Linked DNA regions of Sus scrofa: region 2 is linked to region 1. Evidence: chromatin contacts called from public HiChIP or PLAC-seq data. All regions are on one chromosome and are shown on one strand. Each heading gives the region's core, a stretch centred on a gene start, on an enhancer-like site or on the middle of the called end of the contact. The rest is flanking DNA. Distances are from core to core; before and after follow the strand shown. Region 1 holds the start of DCAF5 (DDB1- and CUL4-associated factor 5). Region 2 holds the start of ERH (enhancer of rudimentary homolog (Drosophila)).

Region 1 (6,621 bases), core at 1,199-3,698:
TAACTTTAAATGGATGAATTGTATGGCATGTGAATTACATCTTAATAAATCTGTTATTGCTAAAAAGCATGTTAAATTGAACAACGTATGACTGCATTTATGATCAATCAACATGATTAGTTCAGTCTATAAGAGCAGCCCCCAATTCCCTCACCCAGGAGGGTGAGTTTACTTGTGTCTGGAAACATCTCTGATGGAACATATCCCGTCTGGAAAGGAGACAGGAGTATGATGAATACAGAAGCAGCAGCAAGGGAAAAATTTTGAGAGCTCTTTTAAAAGCTCTTTCCCCTTTTTTGCCCCTGGAATTTTTGGCCTTGTGGGGGAAGGAAGCTTTTGTTTGGGGAATGCCTTTAAGTGGAATATCAGGTTTCTTTGGCAGATGATCCTGGGCCAAAATCTACCTAGTCAAAGAGAAAACGATCTGGGGTGGAAAAGTCAAGTTAGTCCTGGAGAAACCCCAGGAGGTTTATCGTGAAACGTTCACACAAGTCTTATCTCTGCTACCCCCCAAATTGGCCCGCATGCCCCGTGTCACTTCCTAGTGCAACTCGTCAAGAAGACGGATGCTTTGCCATGATCCCAGAAGTTTCTGGCGAGCTGCCCACTGACGTAAATTAGAAAACCATTCTGGGACTAGCCTGGGTGAAGCGAAGCGCCACGTCCAGTGCTAGGCTCTCGTTTCCTCCCTCTCGATGTAGGAAAAGGGACGGAGTAGGGAGGGCAGAAAGCGAGCGCGAACGCCAGCTCAGCCGTCTTCGCCCTCCGCCCCTGAGCCGGCTTTCGGGGGGGCCGCCCCCGGCTCCAGCGTACCCCATCCCCATTCGCCCGCCCTGGGCCCACGACCCCTGGGAGGAGCGCGGCAGCAGCGAGCGCCCCCACGGGCGGCAGGCGCACCTCCCCCGGGGCAGCTGTCGCCGCCACCCGCTCGGCCCCGGCCTCCCCGGGAGCAATAGGCTATCGATTCAGCTGCCTGTCGCTAGGCGCCCCGGGAGAGCGAGGCCTACACCGCTCGGCCGGAGCCCCGGCCTCGATTTCGCCACTTTCCCCACACCGGAGGGGGAGCCCGGGGGCAACCAAGGCCAGCTAGGCGGGAGGGAGGAGGTGCGGAGACCACCTGCAACGGCAGGCGCGGGAAAGGGGGTGCAGGAGCCGGGCTCCCGCCAACAAGTCTCCCGGGGTCTCCCACCCCCCACCCCTGGCTCACAAGTTGCGCATTTAAGTTCAGACCAGTGGCCCCTTGGCCTCCAGAGCCCTCGGCACTCCCGAATCATAAGAAAAACACGACACGGAAGAGGCCACCCCAGACCCCGAGGAGATGGAGCCGGGCCCCTGAGGGGCCCGTCACCTCCCCTCCACTCACCCCTCCAGCGGCCGGCCCTGTCACCGCCCGGACCCAAGGCCCCTTGCCCGGACGCCGGCGACAGAGGCTCGAGCTTCCCCCCCCCCGCCGCCTCCGGCGCCTCGGCCTCCTCCCCTCTAAATCGTCCAAATGCCCCCCGCACCTTTTAAAGTACACGGAGGAAGAGTTTCCCATCAAACTTTGTCAAGCAGTAACCTCGCCCCCCTCCCCGACCCACACTTTCAGGGCAGTCACCAGGAGAGAGCACTTTACACTTGGGATAAGGCGAATTAAGGACCTGTCAACCATTTTAGGTCTTTTATTTTATAGAAGACATCCTCTCCTTCCCCTCCCTCCCTCTCTCCCCGTGCCAAGGTTTAATCTGACACCCAACCTTCCCACCGCCGAAAAGGGGGGGGGTTGAGGAGGGAGGGGGTGGGGACGGAGGGCAGGAGGAGGGTAGCGAGGGAGAGCGGAAAAGGGAGGTTGGAAGGGGGCCGCAGGGAGGGGAAGGGGGTTGATTTACCTGAGACCAGCCACTGGCCTCCATTGTTGGAGAATTCAATGGCATTGACACAGCCGAAGTGGCCGAGGAGGTCCTTCTTGTAGAGGTTTCTGCAGCCTCGCAGGCGTCTCCTCTGAAAGTCCTGAGTGAGCAGGGGGTCCCCATGCAAGCCCCGCTGGGACAAGAAGCCCACCACTGACCTCATGCTGCCCCCCAGGCCAGCTCTCCTCTTCATGCTGGAACCGCCGCCGCCGCCGCTCGCGCCGCCGCCCCTCCCTCGGCCTCACGCGCGGCCGCCGCTCTCCCCCCACCCGGCCCTCCCCCCGCGCTGCGATCCGGATGGTTCTTTAACCAGCCATAGCAGACGGAGCGAGGTGTGCAGACACTCGGTGGCGTTCGCGGCTTCCTGACGGTCCCCTCCCTCCCCTTCCCCCTCCTAGGCTCCTCCTTCTCCTTCTCCGCCCCCTCCAGCAGCTGATCCTCAGCTGCGGCCGCGCTTCCGCGATGCGCGCGGCCCTTCCGCCGGCCGCGGGGGCCGGGAGAATGCGGGTGGCAGCGGCCCCTCCCCCGCCGCGGGCTCCAGGCGGGAAGGACGCGGGCTGCTGGCCTCGAGGCGGCGGGCGGCGGCTCGGCTGTCCCCGCGCCGCAGCTCCTCCCGGCGCGAGGACCCGAGTCGCGCAGGGCGGAGGCCCGGCTGCACCCCCTGAGCGTTGCACTCTGTGAAGTTGGAGGCGCGCAACAATCAAAGTGGCCACGGGGCTGCGGGCTCGCCTTACTCCCCAGGCGGCCGGCGGTCCGTCGCCTCCCGGAGGCCCAGCGTCGGGGCGAGTGCGGCTCCCCGCGCTTTTTTTCGGTCCGGAAAATGCAGCCCGAGGTGGCAGAGAGGTGGAGGGAGGACTGCGGGCACAGGCTCCGATCGTCCTCCCTCAGTTCACCTCTTCCTGGGGCCGCCCGAGCCCTGCCCACGGGAAGGGAACCAGGAGTTAGGACTGGACTCTTGGGGTAAGGTTGCTTGGGGTTCCCCAAAGAAATTTTTAACACTACCCCTCCCCCTATTCAGTTCTCTAATAATTTTCCCTTCCTCCAGCCATTCAGTGAAAAAGGCTAAACCGGGTTCCCTCTGGTAGATGATAAAGTGGTATCAGAGAAAGAGAGGGGGCGGGGAAGGAATTCTTAAGAACTGAGAAGAAAATTGCCCAAAACCGAGTTGAGAAGGCTCACCTGCAAGACATAAGACACATTATTCAAAAATAGCAATTTATGTTATTTAATTGGATGCGGTGAGCTCCCCTTCAAGGTCTTGAGTGTAGAGCTCAGAAGCTGAACAGCTGTTAACCAGCAGCTGCATTCCAGGCCCGAAGTAGCTGCACGTCAATAGGCCAGGAGCCTCCGCGTTCCCCCCCTAGTGAGGAGATTGGGTGTTAAGTGCTTTGGAATTCTACTAGGTACAGTAAAAAATCCCCTTGTCAGTGTATTTTTCCCAGAAGCTATCCTCTGTCATTAAACGGTAATAGACTACTAGAATAGGCGGTTGTCAGTTTTGCCCTTTCAATTTAGCAGGAATTGCATCCTCTGTCAGAGAGAGCACATGAACAGTCAGGTATACGCACCGTGAAAGAGGGGCCATGAAGAGGACCCCCATCAAGCAAAATGAGCTACTTCTACTTTTTGTACAAGGACAATGATAAGATGAATCATACTCATAACAAAAATGCAAGTAAAATGTTTGATTTAAAAATCAACATTATAACAAATGTTGCCAAACATCACAGAAATTCCCTAAATTCCAGAAAGTGTGGTTTTAATGGAATATTTCCCTAAACAGGAAAATATGTAATACTTTCCCTTAAAAATTTTAATTTTCAGGATGCTTCGTAGTGTTTATTCATTATAACAGCACCATAAAGATCAGTAGTGGTATACCAGCCAAATTATAATCAATGTCTTTTCATCCTAGCAACCAATGTCTCTTCTTCACAGCAATGTCATAATGTCATGGTCTGTATGTAATTAAACATATCATTATATAGGTATGTTCCGCCATTCTGCTGTTAAGCTCTCTGAGAGCAGGGACCATGCCTGTTCTGCTCATGGATTTATATCCAGAGCTAGCACATACTGAAACTGAGTAGCCACTTAAATATTGCAGAGACAGGGGAGGGTGTTTGTTTTTTAGGGCCATATGGGGCAGCATGTGAAAGTTCCCAGGCTAGGGGTTGAATCGGAATATCCACTGGCCTACGCCACAGCCACAGCAGCACGGGATCCGAGCCTCCTCTGTGACCTACACCATAGCTCTCAGCAACACCAGATCCTGAACCCACTGAGCTGAGCGGGGCCAGGGATCAAACCTTCATCCTCTTGGATGCTAGTAAGATTCGTTTCTGCTGAGCCACAACGGGCACTCCCCTAAATATTTGTTGACTACATAAATGAAATCAGGTAGAGAGGAAGAATTTGGAGGGGAAGGAATAACTTCAGTTTCAAATGTTGAGTTTGAGGTGTCTGTACTTCATTCCAGGGGAGAGGACTTTAAAGCCAGTTTCCCATCTCTCTGTTCCTTTGCTTGACCTAATCAATCCACACATTCAAAAACAAGGAGCCCTCTGGCTCCTTCTGATCCAAAGAGCCTCATTTATACCTACTTTATTTTGCCGGGGTGAGGGAGATGTTTACAGTAAGGATGTGGTTGAAGTGGCCTTTACTGTGGCCATATGTGACACCCTCCTCACTCAAGCACATCTCTTCTCTACAATTTTAAATATGACTTGCTTTTTCCCAATTCCTGGAATAAGTGTCCCATTTACCTCAGCCTAAAAATAGAGTAGGATCTGGTAAGAAGCCAGCCCAATTCTAAGACCTTGCTGGAAACGTCCTTAACTATTCAGTGACCAGCCAGGACAAAACCGTAGGGACTGCTCTGTCAGGTACTATACTACTGCTAGTTTCGGCAGCTTTTTGTAAGGAGCGTGCATAAAATCTCTCCGATTTCTATAATTTGAATTTCCAGGTAAGGTGAAGGATGCGCGGTTCTATATGAATTTCAGATGAACAAAGAATAATTATTTTAGCATAATTATGTCCCATACTTGTAATATTTGGGGTATACTTATCCTGACATTATTATTCATTGTTTAGCTGAAATTCAGATTTATTCGGGCACCATGTATTTTTATTTGCTAAATCTGGCAACCATACCTGATATATTTTTGCTGTGATTATGAATTTAACATGGTCCTTTGTGTCATTTATTGCAAACTAATGATATTGTGCATAACTAGATAACACAAACCATTTAATCAGCTCCAAAGACCATAAGAGCTTGGCTTTTTTAATATAAGCATTTATAGTAAAAAGGCCAGTGTAATTAACTTAAAAGTAGCAAATGAAATTTGACTCAGTAATTTATCTGTACATAGAATGTGTGGAAAAAGAGGGAGAAAAGTGAAAAATTCATATTTTTTCTAATTAGGCCCAGAAACTTATGTATATTAACATTTGTACTTAGAAAGCCTTGAAACACTATTTTGAAAATTCATTCTGGAACTAACTGCTATGGCACAGTGGGCTAAGAATCCAACTGGAGCAGTTCAGGCTGCTGCAGAGGCTTGGATTCACTTCCTGGCCTGAGAATTTCCATATACTGTGGGTGCAGCCATTAAAAAAAAGAAGAGGACGGAGTTCCCGTTGTGGCTTAGTGGTTAACAATACGACTAGGAACCATGAGGTTTCGGGTTCCATGCCTCGATCACTGGGTTAAGGATCCGGCATTGCCGTGAGCTGCGGTGTAGGTAGAAGAAAGCGGCTCAGATTTGGCATTGCTGTGGCTGTGGTGTAGGCTGGCGGCTACAGCTCTGATTAGACCCCTAGCCTGGGAGCCTCCATATGCCGTGCATGTGGCCCTAGAAAAGACAAAAAGACCAAAAAAAAAAAAAAAAGAAGAAGAAGAAGACGTGGCCCAACAGAAACAAATCTGACTAGGAACCGTGAGGTTACGGGTTCAATCCCTGGCCTTGCTCAGTTAAGGAGCCGGCGTTGCCATAAGCTGTGGTGTAGGTCAAAGATACGGCTCAGATCTGATGTAGCTGTGGCTACGGTATAGGCCAGCAGCTATAGGTCCTGTTCTACCCCTAGCCTGGGAACCTCCATGTGCCTCGGGTGCAGCCCTAAAAAGCAAAAACAAAGCAAAAGAAGAAGAAGAAAGACATTTGTTCTTTGATTTTTATTTTGTTTGGCCCTGATAAAGAATCTTTAAAAACTGACTAGATGCTAAGGAACTGCTCAAATATTAGAAACCGTTTGTTTAAAAAAAAACTGAGAAAGAAGTTCCCGTTGTGGCTCAGTGTTTAACGAATCCGACTAGGAACCATGAGGTTGCAGGTTCAATCCCTGGCTTCACTCAGTGGGTTAAAGATCCGGCATTGCCGTAAGCTGTGGTGTAGGTGGAAGACGTGGCTCAGATCCCGCGTCGTTGTGGCTCTGGCCAGCGGCTACAGCTCTGATTCGACCCCTAGCCTGGGAACCTCCATATGCCATGCATGTGGCCATAGAAAAGGCAAAAAGACCAAAAAAAAAAAAAAGATATATCCCATTGTTGTAGCATGTATCAGTACTTCATTCTTTTTTTAGACCAAACTATATTCTGTTATATTTATAATACCGCATTTTGATTATCCCTTCATTAGTTGATAGGCATTTGGGCTATTTCCACTTTTTGAGTATTATGAATCCTACTTTTAACATCTGTGTATGAGTTTTTGTGTGGTCATGTGTT
Region 2 (5,945 bases), core at 876-3,375, 270 kb after region 1:
ATGACACAAATGATCATTGGTTATTAAGCTGGATTCACAACTCCTCTGCAAGGTCTCTTACTCTTAATGGTTGTTTTCTCAAACTGTTATTACACTTACTGTCTGTAAGTATTCAGCATTAGCTACCTTGTACTGTTTATTTTTTTTCTTTTGCATCTTTCTTCCCAGCTGGATTGAAAACTTACTTAGGTTTTCTATCTCCACTGGTCTCTTTCTATCTCTAGCTGTATTAAGTCCCTAATAAAAACTCCTTGTCGTGGTGCAGCAGAAACAAATCCAATTAGGAAGCATGAGGTTGTGGTTAGATCCCTGGCCTTGCTCAGTGGGTTAAGGATCCTGCATCGTGAGCTGTGGTGTAGGTCACAGACAGGCTTGGATCCTGAATGCTGTGGCCGGCAGTTGTAGCTCCAATTCGACCCCTAGGCCTAAGAACTTGAATATGCTGCAGGTATGGCTCTAAAAAGGAAAATTAAAACAAATAAATAAATAAAAATTAATATAACATCACCTTAGAAAATCCATTAAATTATTCATCTTGGAGATGACTCACCTTAAGGGGTGAGGGTTGATGTACTTTTATCTTTATTTATTTATTTATTTATTTAGTCTGTTTAGGACTGCAAGTGCAGCACATGGAAGTTCCCAGGCTAGGCTTCAAATCAGAGCTGTAGCTGCTGGCCTACGCCGCAGCCACAGCAACTCAGGATCTGAGCCACATCTGTGACCTACACCACAGCTCACAGCAATACGGGATCCTTAACCCACTGAGCGAGGCCAGGGATCAAACCTGAGTCCTCATGGATACTAATTGCTTCGCCCAAACTATCAAAAAAGAAAAAAGATGGGGGCAGAGAGAAGAAAAAGAAACTAAAGTTGTTCAGTAAGGGCAACAAAATTTAAGACTTCTGAACCAGTAACTGTTGACTTTAAATACAAACTCCAGTTTTTAATTCTACTCGGAATTAAAGAACTAATCATAGATATCTGCTCAATGCGAATGGGTTGTTACTAACTGCTGTCTTTTTCTCAGATTTAATCTAAGTATTTTAACACAACTGACCAAACAGTGACATAAAAGGAAGGAAACTCACTGAGATGAAATGACATACCCAAGGTCACATTATTATTTATAATAAACCAAGAATTGAAAACCCAGTCTTCTAATTCCTAGTCCTCCTTGGGAGACTATGTTGGGTCAAACACTGAAGTATCTCCATTCAGAGAAGTACATGAAAAAGTTCCTTGTTAATAACAGATGCATAATCTGTTAATAACTGTGGCAAACTGAAAACGAAAACTAAAGTATGGAAGTAATCATGATTCTTCAGAATCCCTGAGAGCATTTCCTTTTTGTGAATTACAAAACACACACACATAAGCAAAAGAAAACCCCAAAAAAACAAAACCGACCAAACAACACCCCCCGCCCCCATCCACTACACTACCGACCCAGGTTCTAAGCAACCTGGACCCTCAGCTCAACCTATCTTTTCAACTTCCAGCCCCAAAGAATATAAATAAGGATAAAAAGAGGATTGAAGGCTAAGGGAAGCACAAAACCAAGCATGTACATCTCAGAAAAGAGAAAAGGTTGCACGTATTTTCAAAAAGGCAGAGCACAGAAAACAAAGGGAATAGCTGAGCACGCTGCAAAGACGATTCCTCCTGGCCCACACTTTGGGTGCTGTAAGCTTGGGGAGAGACAGGATTGTCAGACATCTCTCGCCCATTGTTCCTACAGTAAGATAGAGCGTTTGCAGAGACAGGTCAGCATCCCAACGCCGGGTTCTACCAAGCAGCAATAGGGAGAAAGCGCATCCTCCGCACCGCACGCCTTGCCGGAGCCATCAGGCTGGCGCGCAACCGCAGGGCGGACCGGGGCTCAGCGGCCTAGTGCCAGGCCCAGCGTTTCCGCGGCGGGAAGGGGAAGGATCGATCTACAGGCTGGAGAGCCGAGCAATAGCATGCGCGCGCTAGACCGCGTTGGGAGAAGATGTACGAGCAGGGGTCGCCCCAGAGGTTGGGGGCTCGGGGAGCCGCTTAGGCCTTTCTCACCATCGCGCCGATCCCTTTTCCTGCAGCCGCTGCCGACACTGCTGCAGCACACGAGCTTAGCCGCAACGCCGCCAACAGCCAATCCCCGCGAGAGGAGCCGCCGGAAGTCGTCAGAAGGGCACCGCGAAAGAACCTTTTGAACCATAGAGGCTCCTTTATTTCCGGCAGCTAGAGCAGATGTTGACTCTGTTTCAGCCATTTTGAATAAGGGCGACGAGACATAGAGAGAATGTATCGGAACTTAAAAAAAATCATATTTCTTTCCAAGAATCTGTCTTCCTCGCTTTCGCTGTAAGACATGAGGCTACAGTGATCATCGGTTTAAACAGTTACACAAGTCATTTTTTCAATGGCCCTACTCAAAAATGGCGGCAATATAAGAATCCCGGGGCATAGGTCGGTTGCAACCCGGAAGTACCCTTCTAAAGGAGGGGGCAGTAAGGCAATCCGGAAGTGGATGTAAAGAAGAGATGCCACTTGGCGGCCATGGCAGCTGTAGTACTGGTGGCTCCGGGTCAAGGCCCAGCAGAGTGGAGTAACATGGGTAGCACTGGGTATAGGGCAGAGACAGCTTTGTATCAGCTTCCCTGCTGAGCCCCTACGACCAATCGTTAGAGACCTGCAGGACTCCTTTCCTCATCCTAGACTCGGAGAGGAGTTTGCTGGGATTGGTGGGCTGGTCCCAGACCTGGAGGAATCACCGGCGGGGCTGCTCCAGGGAGATAGGGGCGCCCGGAGAACAAACATCTTCGCTTGGATTTTTCCTTTTGTTGCTGCCGCCCGGAACGTTGTGGAGGAAGTAGGCCTGTTATGCTACCCTTATAACAATGATTGAATAACTCGCTCATTCGCATATTTTCCCCCTGGACTTTTCTCATCTGTTAACCCACGAGAATCCAGTGACTGATATCTGAAAACTTAGGGGCTGCGACCTAAGATTGCTCAAAGTTCTCTCTGGTGCTAGTATCAACAAAAAGGGAGTGTTTCCAGGTACCTTCAAGAGAACAGTGCCTCGTGAACATATCTGCTGGTGGGGAGGACAAAAGAACTGGGAAGTCTACTTGTTCTGCTGAAACAACCACACGCGTTTAAGAACCTAAGTACCCTTTGAGACCACCGAAAATTTGTACTCTGGTGGTGGTGAGTGAATAAAGGAGGGCAGAATGGATGATTTCATCTCTATTAGTCTGCTGTCTCTGGCTATGTTGGTGGGATGTTACGTGGCTGGAATCATTCCTTTGGCTGTTAATTTCTCAGAGGTAAGAAATTCTCAATTTTCTGTCAGCTGTCAGCATGGCTGCTAGGAAGTAGTCATAGTTGTAAAGGGAAGCTGCTTCCCCTGTTGATATTAGAGCTGAAGGTTTTATATATCTCTCCAAAGATGCGTGATATTTAATAACAACCTCACATTCAGCACTAGTGTTCTTTAACCAGAGGTGGGTGGATCCACTGAAGATCCTGGAATACTCTGAACGCCCTGAAATTGAATACAAAAATTTGAGGCTCTGTGCATTTTCTGGGAGAGAGGCACCATAGCATTCTTTTGATACTCAGAAGTTCCAAAGAATCAAGATTCCAGCTTGCTATAAATGAAGAACTTTATTTGTCCATGTGAGTTGAAATCAATATTAACTTCTCTCTGTGAGAATATTAAGCATACTTTTTTGGGGAAAGGGTTTTTTTCTTTTGGACAGCTGTAATTAGAATGAAGTAAGAAACCAAACTGAATTAGATTGGTTGGTTTTTTTTGTCTCTCTTTTTTTTTTTTTTTTGCCTTTTCTTGGGCTGCTCCCACGGCATACGGAGGTTCCCAGGCTAGGGGTTGAATCAGAGCTATAGCCACCGGCCTACGCCAGAGCCACGGCAACGCGGGATCCAAGCCGCTTCTGCAGTCTACACCACAGCTCATGGCAATGCCGGATCCTTAACCCACTGAGCAAGGCCAGAGATCGAACCCGCAACCTCATGGTTCCCAGTCGGATTCGTTAACCACTGCGCCACGACAGAACTCCAAAATTAGATTGTTCTTAATTCACATTTCCTTTTCAGAAGGAGACATTGGAATGGATATTTGAAGCTGTTTTCAAATCTGTTTGCTTAGAAATGAATTTTGTGTTGATATGGTTTGACATTTTGCTTAACTTGTTTGGTTATTTGTCATTACTTGAACAACCATTAAAAAGGAAGAAGGATAGTTGAAAACGTTGTTCAATGAAAATGCAGATCAGGATCTTCAGGTTGTCATAGGAAGTTCACAGCATGCACAGTGCTCAGAGATTTGAGGGAGGAAAACAACTACGTTCAGGATTTCTTGGGTATAGCTTGGAGTGGCTTCACTGCCAGGCCTGAAAATGCTTTAAAAGAAAAGGAGAGTGGAGAATGGCCTGAAGTAGAATGGAAAGGTAGCGGTGAGGTGTGAGGTGGCCTTGAAAAACCTGAAGAAAGAGATTGGTCAAGAAAGTAGCCTGTGAGTGAGAAAGGCAGTGGGACTAGGCATTATGACCTTGGAAATAAAGCCCTCAGCCACATGGAAGGGGGACTCAATTGCTGCTGCTCCTTTTCCGTTTCTTTCTTTTTTTCTTTTTTTTAATCTGTTCCTCTTAACCTCTAATGATAATATTGAGATAAAATTTGAGTGTATACATTACCTAATTACATTAAACAAAACAAAACCCAGCGAGGTACAGATGAGGAGACTGAGACTTGGATTATGTCACTTGGACAAGTTCATGAAATGTGTTAGAATCAGAGCTGTTTTTTTGATTTAGGTTTAACTGACTCAGAGCAATTCTTAGCCACTGTCCATTGTGGCAAAGGTAGTAAACTGGTAGCCCATGTACAAAATCTAGCCTGCAGACATTCTTTCTTTCTTTTTTTTTTCTTTTTGGCTTTTTTTACAGCTGCATTTGCGGCATATGGAGGTTCCCAGGCTAGGGGTCTAGTCGTAGCTACAGCTGCCAGCCTGCGCCACAGCCACAGCAACACAGGATCCAAGCCACATCTTCGACTTACACCACAGCTCACGGCAATGCCTGATCCTTAACCCACTGAATGAGGCCAGGGATCAAACCCGCAACCTCATGGTTTACCAGTCGGATTCGTATCTGTTACGCCACAACAGGAAATCTGCCTGTCAACTTTATTTGTTAGATTAGCAGAGTGTTAAATTTTATTATTATTATTATTTTTTTTTTTTTGTCTTTTTGTCTTCTTGTTGTTGTTGTTGTTGCTATTTCTTGGGCCGCTCCCGCGGCATATGGAAGTTCCCAGGCTAGGGGTCTAATCGGAGCTGTAGCCACCGGCCTACGCCAGAGCCACAGCAATGCGGGATCCGAGCCGCGTCTGCGACCTACACCGCGTTAACCCACTGAGCAAGGGCAGGGACCGAACCCGCAACCTCATGGTTCCTAGTCGAATTCGTTAACCACTGCGCCACGACGGGAACTCCCAAATTTTATTATTGTTACATCTTTTTGTCTGTGTTTCCTCAAGGCAGCTGTTGGCTAGAGCTGGGTAGCTGTGGAGTTTCATGGCCCTTCTTGGCTGTGATGCCTACTTCACCCGTTTGGGCTGCCTGTCTGCCCAGTACTTTATTAACCCGCTATCTCTCCTCTGACATAAACTACATTAGAATTGGGTTGACATTATTAGGGCTGACATTTGTGAAATTTAAGTTGGTTTGTATATTTTAAAAATTACCAAGTTAAGGAGTTCCATTGTGGCACAGTGGAAATGAATCCGACTAGTAACCATGAAGTTTCGGGTTTGATCCGTGGCCTCGATTAGGGGGTTAAAGATCCAACGTTTCCGTGAGCCATGGTGTAGGTCAAAGACATGGCTTGGATCTGATGTTGCTGTGGCTGTGGTATAGGCCGGCAGCTGTAGCTCCG

Evidence for each region. HiChIP or PLAC-seq counts read pairs in DNA pulled down with a chosen protein or histone mark.
Region 2: an H3K27ac HiChIP or PLAC-seq map of alveolar macrophages shows a contact between it and region 1. The contact joins the promoter of ERH here to the promoter of DCAF5 in region 1. A contact is called at or near these places in 1 of 5 promoter capture datasets (liver), 1 of 47 Hi-C or Micro-C datasets (liver) and 1 of 2 datasets of contacts at active chromatin or transcription factors (alveolar macrophages).

The regions. Positions count from the first base shown.
Region 1 is chr7:92,810,849-92,817,469 of Sscrofa11.1, forward strand. It overlaps DCAF5 (DDB1- and CUL4-associated factor 5), which reads right to left and starts at 2,449. Exons shown (of 9, transcript XM_021099398.1): 1 at 1,869-2,449. The coding sequence starts at 2,082.
Region 2 is chr7:93,081,825-93,087,769 of Sscrofa11.1, forward strand. ERH (enhancer of rudimentary homolog (Drosophila)) reads right to left here and starts at 2,126. Exons shown (of 4, transcript NM_001185163.1): 1 at 2,056-2,126. The coding sequence starts at 2,058. SLC39A9 (zinc transporter ZIP9) reads left to right here and starts at 2,491. Exons shown (of 7, transcript XM_001926183.6): 1 at 2,491-3,314. The coding sequence starts at 3,219.